2 separate regions of the Danio rerio genome follow, and region 1 is linked to region 2. The links are chromatin contacts, called in public HiCAR-type maps. All regions are on one chromosome and are shown on one strand. Each heading gives the region's core, a stretch centred on a gene start, on an enhancer-like site or on the middle of the called end of the contact. The rest is flanking DNA. Distances are from core to core; before and after follow the strand shown.

The links. HiCAR-type assays count read pairs that join an accessible place to other places.
Region 1: a HiCAR-type map of caudal fin shows a contact between it and region 2, with 5 times the contacts expected there. The contact joins two enhancer-like sites. A contact is called at or near these places in 3 of 18 Hi-C or Micro-C datasets (caudal fin, embryo and an unstated tissue) and 1 of 4 datasets of contacts at active chromatin or transcription factors (caudal fin).

The regions. Positions count from the first base shown.
Region 1 is chr7:33,829,820-33,835,572 of GRCz12tu, reverse strand. No RefSeq gene overlaps it. Among named protein-coding and RNA genes, the nearest start is that of tle3b, 92 kb to the right of the region's middle. Within about 2 kb of position 2,277, at least 14 of the 62 cell types and tissues checked have an H3K27ac peak or open chromatin away from gene starts, as enhancers often do.
Region 2 is chr7:33,615,925-33,621,327 of GRCz12tu, reverse strand. The region is part of intron 1 of LOC141375393 (a long non-coding RNA gene); the gene reads left to right. Among named protein-coding and RNA genes, the nearest start is that of paqr5b, 100 kb to the right of the region's middle. Within about 2 kb of position 1,792, at least 12 of the 62 cell types and tissues checked have an H3K27ac peak or open chromatin away from gene starts, as enhancers often do.

The DNA.
Region 1 (5,753 bases), core at 1,028-3,527, 210 kb before region 2:
CCATATGTTGCTCACAAGTATTGTTCACCCTTTGATTAAACTGTGAGCATTTGCATCTTTATTTAAACTTCATTTTTTATTCCATCTGCTTTATAAAGGTTCCTTGAATAATAGAGGATCCCACGCATACAAACTATTGATTCCTGCAATATACATTGCAAGTTAAAGCAGAATTTCCACAGCCAAGCAATCCTTGCTGTCATAAAGCATTCACATGTAGCATGTCATGAACAACAATGCTGTGAAGGATAGACGCACAAGCTTAAAGATTGTTAAAAAATGATTTCACAAAAAAAAAAAATTCATATTCCAAAAGCAGTATTTGCTATTTTAGTTTTTGAATAATGATTACTCCGTTTACAAGCATATTTAATGTGTAAATTATTTTCTGTTAGTATCTCAATGTCTGCAATCATAATAAATATTAAAAGACTGTGTATGCTGTGAGGCTGCTGTATATTAAAATCATTTACAGGATTCGTGTGGGTGCTGGAAATCCTTGAAAATGCATGCATTTTAGTCTGGAGGTTTCACGGTCTGAATAAGTAAATTACGATTTCAGTGATTGAATAATGCATGAAAAATAAATATTTTATATTGAAATATATAAATGACACATTTAAGAGTAAATGACATTTAAAACAATAATTGACCGTAATTCAAAGCTGAACTCTGGGCTAACATCACAAACTTACTTTGGAATACTATACAGTAAAGTCTATATTAGATACGTCGCCAGCCTGATGTGCGATATGCACATCAATATAGTAGCCTTTTTTTATGACACTGTATAACAATACTTAATATTTTTACAGTTCTGTGACGGTTGAGGTTAGAGTTAGGGTGGGGGTAGGTTTTGAAAAATACAATTTATTGGGTAATTTGATAGATAGCATAAATAATACTGGGTACAACTACTGTGTTACATTACAGTGTTGGTTGGGTTTAGGGTTGGGGGGGAGTAGACGTTAATAAAATACAAAAAATGGGAAATTTTATAAGTAATATGAATAATTCTCATTAACTTCCGGTCGCATCCATATAAGATCTAGCAACAACCGTAATATACTGTACAATAATATATATAGCATCTGATCCAATATAATGAAATATGTATGTGAATGTCATTTGTCACACTTGTAATGTTATTTAGAAAATTTCCCTGGAAAGTGCTTAAAGTATTTCAAGACTTTTAAAAAGGTGTAAGCACCCTGTGTTTATTGTTTATAAATCCTTTGTGAGTGATGAAGTTTATAAGTCAAACTTGTTCGGTTGGCATAAATGTACATTTATCAAGAACAACAATGAAATTGTGTGATATTTCTTTCCCATGGCTTACAACAGCCAACTGAACACGCTGTCATTTAAAGGATAAAATGTAATGTAAATGTTTCCTACCAGTTTGCTTCATATCGTCACCAGGATCCAGAGGTATGATTTTGGATTTGCTTCATTGCCTCAATGTTTTTCTATCCCAAAGTGCTGACAGCCACTGACTTGCATTTGATGAATCACCAGATATTTATATATAATGACAATTTGATAGATTTATTTTGGTAGATTTAAATTTTCTACAATCACATATCAGTATACAATCATCTTGGATGACTTCTATTTTCATTTAGTAAACTACTCAATGGTTTGTGTGAGAGTGCGTGCTGAAAAGTAAGGTGAGGTCCAAGGAAATTCTTTATATGAACATTGTTTAGGCGCGTTTTATGCAAAGGATTTTCCGTGGGCACGGTCTCCCTCATTCAGAATCAATCCGAAGTCGTCAACCTTACACAAAGATAAGAACAAACGTGTATGTGCATGTGGTGTCAATGCTGAGGAAAATTTAGCGTGAGAACTCTTTCTACACACATAAATATGCAAATTATGTGAAATTATTAGCGAGTAAGCCTCAGTGTTCCTGCATAGTTTACAACCCCCTCATTTTCATGTGACTCAGTCGGCATATTCTGCAACTGTATAAGAACTATGTCTGATTGTGTTGTTCACAATGGCCACCGCCACAAACTGCCCCACCCTAAACTCTGGGCAGACCACAGACATTTGTTTTCAATGGCCTTTCCTGCTTCTCTTTGGCTGCTGGTAACATGCCGTTCTCTTCCTCTGTCATCTTCTGTCCCTCAACCCATTACTCTCCTTCCCTCCACCGCCCTTGACTTGTTCACTGCTCTGAAAGCCCCAAGTTCTCTTTCCACTGGCCCGTGGTCAGACCCGAGAGTGCTGGCCACAGTAACCGCTCTCAAAGCAAAAGCACCATTTCCTCTTTATGAAACCACACCAACCCCTCTACTAGTCTTGTGACACAGCAGTTAACATAACACATGCCGTCCAAGCCAGAGATGTTTTGCGGACAGAACCTCATACCCTGTTGGCCATTAATGTCCCTGAAAATCAATGTTGTTGTATTAATTTTCAGAACAGCGTTTGGTCTGGTTGTACTGATTGCTTTGGGTCAGTCAGCCTGACTGTGTTATGTGGTTTGCAAGAAGCAGCAGTAGGTCTGTGTGTGCATGCGGAAATGGAGGATGTGTTTAAAGATGCCCCCACGGCGCACTGCGGCTGGTTGGATAACAGATTTAATGTAATGGTTTGTGTAGGAGGCCTCTGGGCAAGCAGCCCAGGCAGGGGAGACAATTAGACTGGCCCCCCATTTCAGATGTGTTTTTTCCTGAGGGCAAGTGCAGTGTGTGAGTGTTTGTGTGCATAAATAGTTCATATACATTAGCATATTAGATGTATATCAAAGTATAAGAGGTGGAATAATGACCAAGTGAGTGGAATGTGTTGTCACTGATAGCCAGACCTCGAGTGTTCATGGGGGAGATTCATTTAACATCCATCTCTTCCCCTCTAGCCACAATCCCCTCTTCGCAATATCCTGTAAAAGGGGGAATAGAGCGAAAGAGAAAAGAAAAACAGGAAGGATCAAGTCCCTCATTTCCCATTTCTTGCAACATATTGCTTTTACATTCCCCTCTTCTGTTCCCATGGCTTTGAGAAGAGATGGAACAAAGGGCTGTAGCTTAAAACCATACAGATAGACAAACATGTAGCCGTAAGACGAGCAAGGGCACAGGAAGGCCTGTTTTAATGTTTTAAATGCGATACAGACATGTAATAAAGTCAGTACTGGTGGCAGTGCGTTTGATGTCAGAGTTTAAATATGAGTTGAGCTAAATACAATGAATAAATGTAGATGTTATGTCGCATATTGAGGTTTTAGATTTATATATATAAAGAGATTTTAGAGGGTTGTAGTCTCATGTTTATAGATGTGTAAGATCTGGATAATTTAAGCAAGGCAGACATCTTTTGGGGTTGTCTGTCATCGTCGCTGAACATATTTGTTTCCGTTCTGTCTGTTTCTGTCAGAGTTGTTTTTCCTGCATTGATCATGCAGATGGAAGATTCTTTGCTTTTTCATTGTATTTTAATGGAAAGGCACAATGAAAAACACCTGTATCTGGTTCTACTCATGTGAAGAACAAACGTCACGTTTTGTTTTTTTGATATACTGGCATGATGAAATTTGTGTACTATCCTGTTTGCTGAAAGAGATTTTGAGTGAATACATTAAAGTTAAACCCATTTCTAATGATAATCAGCTTTTTTTTTTTATTCATTCAATCACCAAAATATTTGGTTGAAATGCAAAGACTATTCAGTTTCGGCCACAATAATGTTTGACTGAAACCATGCTTAGTTCACAGTATGCATTTCTCTGGATAATTTTAACATCTGTTTCACATCACTTTTATTCTCCTTTGTCCAAAGAGTCATAATTGCTCTGTACATCTGACATTAATATGCATTTTCGTGCATTTATCTGGCTAACATGTCGTCATTATGGGATATTTTATAAGAAAGCGCACCAAAACAAGGTACCTACATTTTGCTACTTTGAGAACACACAGATTACAATTAAAGTCATTTCAGGAGTTCACACTTAGCTGATGATTGATAATAAGGCGTGTCTGGCATGCTGTCCTGTGACAGCCCTGAGCTCAGAAGATCCTCGAGCTAGAGGCTTCCTCTGTTTCGTAGAGCAATAGGGGAGTCTGAGCTCAGGTAGGTCTCTCAAACTCTTCTGAATTCTTTCTTTTGACCTGTTTTTTGATTGGTAGAGTTTGTGCATTGAAAGCTAAGTACTAAATGCTCTTATACGGTGCCAATTTGGTTTATTCAATTCACTTGTATCGCTTGTCTTTGGACTGTGGGAGGAAACGAGCACAGGGAAAACATGTAAACTCCACACAGAAACGCTAACTGGCCCAGCTGAAACTCGAGCTGGTGACGTTCTTGCTGTGAGGCCACAGTGATAACCACTGAGCCGCCGTGCCACCCTGTCTTCGAATAATCTATGAAAGAGGGGGAGGAGTAGGGGTGGTTAGGGGGGATTCTTCAAGATTACCTAACTAGAGTATGAAAGACAGTTTTTTTATAGTGAGTTTGGATTCATCTGCTTGGTAAATCATGTCATAGCTTATACTGGACCAGCCGTGGTCAATCATAAGCATGTGATTCTCTTGAAATGAGTTTATAAAAAAGTTTCATCTTCTACATCCCTTTCTCTTGATTGCTGTTTAGCTCATTTGTCTAACATCGTTTTTGCTGCCTGTTCTAAATATTTATTCAAAATCAGCTGAAACACAATTCTTGAGTTTTTTTGTATGTGTTTTTTGTGTTTTTTTGTGTGTGTTTTATGTTCAATCCATTTACATTTGTAAAAACACTTAAGCTAACTTAATCAATTTGTGTTGGGACAACATGAAGGAATTGTGTGGAACCCAGCATTTTTTTACAGTGTTCATTTTTGTGAAACTGCAAAAACATACCTGGAAACATACATCTAGATCAAATAAATGCTACAGGGCAGTATAACGCAAATAGATTGTGTTCCTTTTCACGCTAAATAATATTTACAGTGACATTAGCATTAAATGAAAGATTCGTTTTACAAAGTTTTTTGCACAACATCAAAATAAATACCAATAAATAACTTAATGATTTCTATGATTTGCAATCAAATATGTTTGCCTCACCTTTTTGTCTAAACATGGACTATGTATGATCCTGCATGATCAGTCTGTTTAGTGGCTCTTTTTGTACAGTATTGTCAGTGTTTGGGTCTGTCGTTTGTAGGGATGCAACGATACAATTTTATGGAACTGACCTGATCCTAATACAAAAATTTTGAGTATTGACCGATACAGATTCGATCCCGATACTCCTTGTTGCAGGTCAAAATGAACCCATTTAATGCAAAGCTAAATGTATTTCTCCACTGATTATTTAAAGTGATAGAAGAAATAATCTTGGAGAGTTTTTCTTGCTGTCATAATCGAACGCGACACGCTGTTAGAATTGTGACTGTATGAAAATGATTGACAGGCGCAGCGAAGGAAAGCTCTGAACTGAACATGAATATTTATCTGTGCTTTGCATTAAACTATAGAATTACTTTAGAACATTTCAGATATAGTGGGCCTACATGACAACTTACTAGTGGCTTTTAAAGGGCTACCTTCATGCCTTTTGTTGGCTTATAAATTACACAAAATGTAGTTCATGCACAGGATCGGATTTGAGTCTGTACCAGCTGGCCAATACCCGATCCAGCAAAAATAAGCGGTATCGAACTGATATCCAATCTAAGTATCGGGATTAGTGCATCCCTATAGTCGTTTGCAATGTTATTTGTATGACAGGCCTGACATCTTGTGAGGACTGTAATATATTGT
Region 2 (5,403 bases), core at 543-3,042:
TGGGAAGTGGAGGCAACTTGAATGATTTGTGAGCACAATTAAGTACACACAGCATGCCATATTATCTGAAAATTGTAGGAAATAATTCCAAAAAGGCAACTGACTGTGTAAAGCAACATAAAACAAAACAAAAATATGATGTATATGGTGAACTCAGCGGCTAATCAGTTGGAATCAGCTGAGGTGAAGTGACTGCCACCAGCAAGACCTATGTCAATCAGGTGGCCACGCCCTTAATTATGCAGACTTTATATAACTTAATATAAAAGAAACAGATGTAATGTAGGGTAATATTAGGGTAATATTAGCTATATGCACTAAAGCCATCTTTTGTACCAGGCTGTAAACATGTTTTTATCAGCTGTAAAATTGACCTATTTAGCATTGCAGTCAGTGAACATCTGATCTTCCTGGAGCCAGCCCCCAAAGGCCAGTCGATGAATTGCAGTTTCAGTCACTTCTGTATTGGCTTCATGAGGGAGAGCGAGATGTTGCCGCTTACTTAAAACATATGCCGGAATAGTTGGCATAATTTATACTGTAATGCTTATAAATACCCAGAATAACTTGAACACAAAAAAATTAGATATTGCTACAAGCGTTTGTTTATTTTCTTCAAATTGCTCTATTTATCTGTTTCTATCTTCTTTATCCTCATGCAGGGATAGCTGACCACAGCCAATGTCTTCTTCAGTAACCCATATGTGGAGGTTTTGTACAAGGGCGCCTTCTAGTGTCAAGTATGAATGACACAGAAAGCATTTTAAAGTTTGATCGAGATCCTAAACTCTGCCCACTATCCCGCAAAGTCCATTACCTGCTTTAGCAGATCTGCATATATATTTTATATGATACTAAAAAGTTTGATCAGCTGCTTCAGTGTTTATTTATGTTTGAGCTCTGCAGGAAAGTGGGCATGTAGAAGGGCTGGGCCGATAAACAATATCGAATCGCAATAATTTATGTCGATAACGATGATAAGCTGTCGACAATTTTACTTAATATTGATCCTAAGAGCCAATCACACAGCAGAACTATGCAAGAGGAATCTATAATTGTGTTGATATTAGAGATTCACTAATTTTCTTGATCTCTGAAATTTATCGTCCGAAAAAGTTCATGCTGTGTCACCCAATATTGTTTAGCATGCTCTCTCCACTTCTCTGTCAGCAGTATCTGCCTTCAGTCATGGTTGGGATACACTTTTAAAGGTGGAAGCATTACATCTTACATTAAAATGTTTATTGTTATCGTTCAATATAGAAAATAATTATCGAGATTGCATTTTTGCCATGTTGCCCAGCCCTAGCATGTATAAAAATAAATGTATAACAATAAAAAACATAAAAATTTAAATAAATTTAAATAATGTATAAAAATAAAAATTAAAAACATAAAAATTTAAACTTTTCTCTAAAAAGACTGGATTTTTTATTAATCTCTCAGTGGATATGTATAAATGATTGTCAAAATTATCATTATCTCAATAAGTACCATAAAATATTGTGATATAATTTTGAGGCCATATCACCCATCCCTAGTCCTGGAATGTTTTTGTGGCCTTTTCTGTTATTTTCTTCTTTGGAAGAATTGTTTTGTCTGTTTACCGGAATATCTGAAGACGCTATCCATCTCCTCTGCTGGGCCCCTTTTCTCTCTCTTTCTTTATGCGTTTGGCAGAAAGAATCAGGAGTACTGGCACCAGTCAGGCCAGGAACTGAAGATGCGGGAGAGTGGATGCCAGGCTGCCCGGGCCAAGCCACTCACTAGGGCATTGTTTTGCTCTGACAGAGGATTATTGTGTGTATGTGTGTGCATGCATTTGTACATCAGTGTGTATCTGTGCTGTCAACAGACCTCCTCCTTAACCCTAACACCCTCCCCCCGCTGTGTCTGAAAGCATCCTGCCATACGGATAAAGAGATGCAGAAGGAAGGACAGTCTCAAAAGGCCCACTCCCCTGCCAAAATCTGGTGTGTGTGTGTGTGTGTGTGTGTGTGTGTGTGTGTGTGTGTATGTGTATGTGTATGTGTGTGAATAGTTTCCTCTTATCTGTCTTTACACCTTTTTTTGCATCTCCACTTCAGTAGGATCCTGTGCTGAAGAAACACTCTCTTGATTCCGCTTATAAGTGTTTTCTGTTTTTCACACAGTTGCTTCACAAATCTTCGTGTCTTGCTTAATTTGCTGTTTTTCTGATCTGCTTTGAACAAATAGGGTAGAATCTGACTTGTGTTTTAGATTATTTTGTGTATTCATTTGTAATATTTAAATAATTTTCACTATAATAATAAAGAATAAAGTTATGTACCATATTTTCGGTTTACTGGGTCACTGGGTCAAAATCACTACGTTTTTTACGAGAGAATAAAAAATATAAGTTGCAGTGAGATGCAGTGACAACTGAATTTTTGAAATTGAGACATAAATTACAGTCGCTACTGTGCAAAACAAAATGTTTACAAGCATTACAGTATGTTTTAGTTTTAGTTCTCCTTCATCCATAACCAAATTTTCGGATTCAATGTTATTTTGCAGTGATATTACAATATACATGAAACAGTAACAAAATGAATTTAGGTCCATGTTAGCTAGTAAATTAACTGTTACAAGTGAACATTTTTGTTCCTGTAAAAACAAACAGAAGTAATTGTGAATTCATTTATAAATAATTATTTTCAACCTCCAACCTGAACAGATTTATTTAGAACAAAACTGTCATTTAAATAGTGTAAAGTCTCTCATTCAGCACCAGTCCAAATCTAAGCTTTGCTTGCTTGATATTAATTCCATTAGTCTAGCTTTTGACTATTAATGATGATTTTACTTATATTAATGTTTCATATTAATAGTTAGCAAGCTAGTTGTTAAGTTTAGATATGGATCAAGAGTTCTAAAGAAATACAAGCCAATAATATGCATGTTAATAAGCAGCTAGCTGGCCAGCAGCTAGCTGTCTACCACCCTTACATGGTTGTCCACTGAAGCTAAAAAGGGCTTGGATGTCAGTACCTGGATGGTAGACTAAATGGAAAAGGTATGTTGCTGCCGGAAGTAGTGTAAGTGAGACCAGCATGGGGTGCTCAACCAGGGTCCTACCGCCCCAGTATATTGATGAGCACTCTCTTTAGGATGAGACATTAAACCGAGGTCCTGACCCTGTGTGGTTGTTAAAAATCCGAAAAATAGTAGGGGTGTAATGGTTGTCGCTAGATTGGATACTGTTGCGGCTGGAGATTAACAAAAACTATTTGTATTATTTATTACATTTCTCTCTTATTGTATTTATTAACTTCTACCCCAAACCCAACTGTCACAGTAACGTAAAAACAGTATTTGTACCGAGTATTATGTATGCTATCTATTAAATTACCAAATTAATTGTAATTTTTATTGTCTGCCCACTAGCTGGCCACTAGCCTCTGTCCATCATAGCCTCTTAAACATGTTATTCATCACTCTGTCTCCTCTCCACCAATCAGCTGGTGTGCTTTTGTGTTATCCCCAAAAATGTGTAAAGCGTATTTCAGTTTTACAATTGCGCTCTATTCGTAAGATTGCAAGTTTTAATTAATTTATTTATTTTTAATATGTATTGTACAATACACCAAGTACAATATGCAACTAACAAAAATGGAAATGTGTATTTACAAGTTGGATAAAACAAAGTGAACAAGAAGCATATGTTCTGAAATAGTTAAGCCGAAATAAAACTTCAAACTTTGAATTTATTTATTAACTTCAAGTACATTAGTTAGTGAAGACATGCATTAGCTTAAGAGGTGTTATATAACTGAAATGTATGTCTGTGCATGTCAAAGTGTATTTCAGTGCATGTGTGTGTGGGCTTAGGTTTCTGAGCTGATGAGTGGTTGAGTCAATGAAACTGAATGAGTGGCTTTAAGCAGATCAGACTATCACAGCATGTCTGACACTCTCATCAGTGCTGTGACTTCAGTCTGAGATCTCTGCTCCTATTAAACACACACGTTGACTCATTCATGAAAGCAGTAACTAGACATTATAAAGCTATTATTATAATAGCAATTACAATGTTGCAGAAAAACAGGCAATAATGTGCATACACAAATAACAAATAATGTTGTTACTATTATAGACAACTATAGAATCTACATTGGCTGTCATTGAAATAGAGTGCTCTGATTAAATTTATATTATTTGTTTATTAGGCAGGGACAGTGTACATAATTTAGCATTGTTGCAATTACATCAGAATTAGCCAAAATGCTATTTTTCATTTATTGTCCCTGGACAGATCTTAAAATTGTCACCCTAAAAACAACACAAAAGTTATACAATAAACCACGTGTAACTAGAAGCACTAAAACTTACATAGATAAATTCTAATAAACATAATGTATATAAACAAAATAAACATTGAACATTATGTAATGGAGATAGGAGTTGAACATATTTAAACAACAAATTATTAAAATGGCATGCACAAACCATTGGTTGATTGATTGTTCAGTTAAGTACAAAAACTAAGGTGCCAAAACTAAGCAAACGTTGGAGGTCAAGAATGAACACAAAGAAAGCAGCTGCCATTTTGTTGCATTTTTTTTACATATATCATAACAATATTAGCACATTATCAGCCATATTTTCATGAGCAATTCCTTCTGTAGAGAGTAAGAAGTACTGTGAAAATGGCTCGTACTGTAAATGCTGCATTGATTACAGTTTGTATGTGTGCAGCACTAGTTGCAGTGTCCTTTTGTGGGTTTGGAAATATACACCCGCTCATGCAGGCACAGAATGTACAGTACATTCTTGTTTTAGTCAGCTGTCGCCCACTTGGTGTGTTCACACAGAGCTTTTTGGCCCAAATGGGTTCTAAGCATGAGAAGACAACAAAGTTGGTTTTTGTCAGTGCTAGCTCTCTAATGCGGTGTTCACACGTGCGTAAATAGACACGTCAACATTTTGAGTCTACTTACTTCATTCGGTGTCAAATTCACTTTACAATAGATGCAGATTTGAGTCATGGGCAGGAGTTCTGCCCATGACTCTAGCTTTGTTGCTAAACGGCTAACATGGATTTTATTTAGATTTATGTGCTTTAGGGAGGCTGAAAAACAGCATAAATTTGTTTGGCGTTGTGTCTGTGTCCGATAGATACTTTTATGCTGCGTGCACACCAGAGGCAGTTGAAGCATCAAATGCAAGTGATTTACATGCTAAGTCGATGCAAAGAAATGAATAGACATCCTGCAGTGCAATATGTGCGAATGAGGAGGTGTGAATGACACGATTTGCACAAATGAATCAGTGCGAGTTGAGGGTTTTGTGCGATTGATATGCCTAATGCACATATGGCTTGAGTTTGAAAATCTGGAATTCAACGGACATTCGCGCCGCATTAACCAATCAGGAGCTATC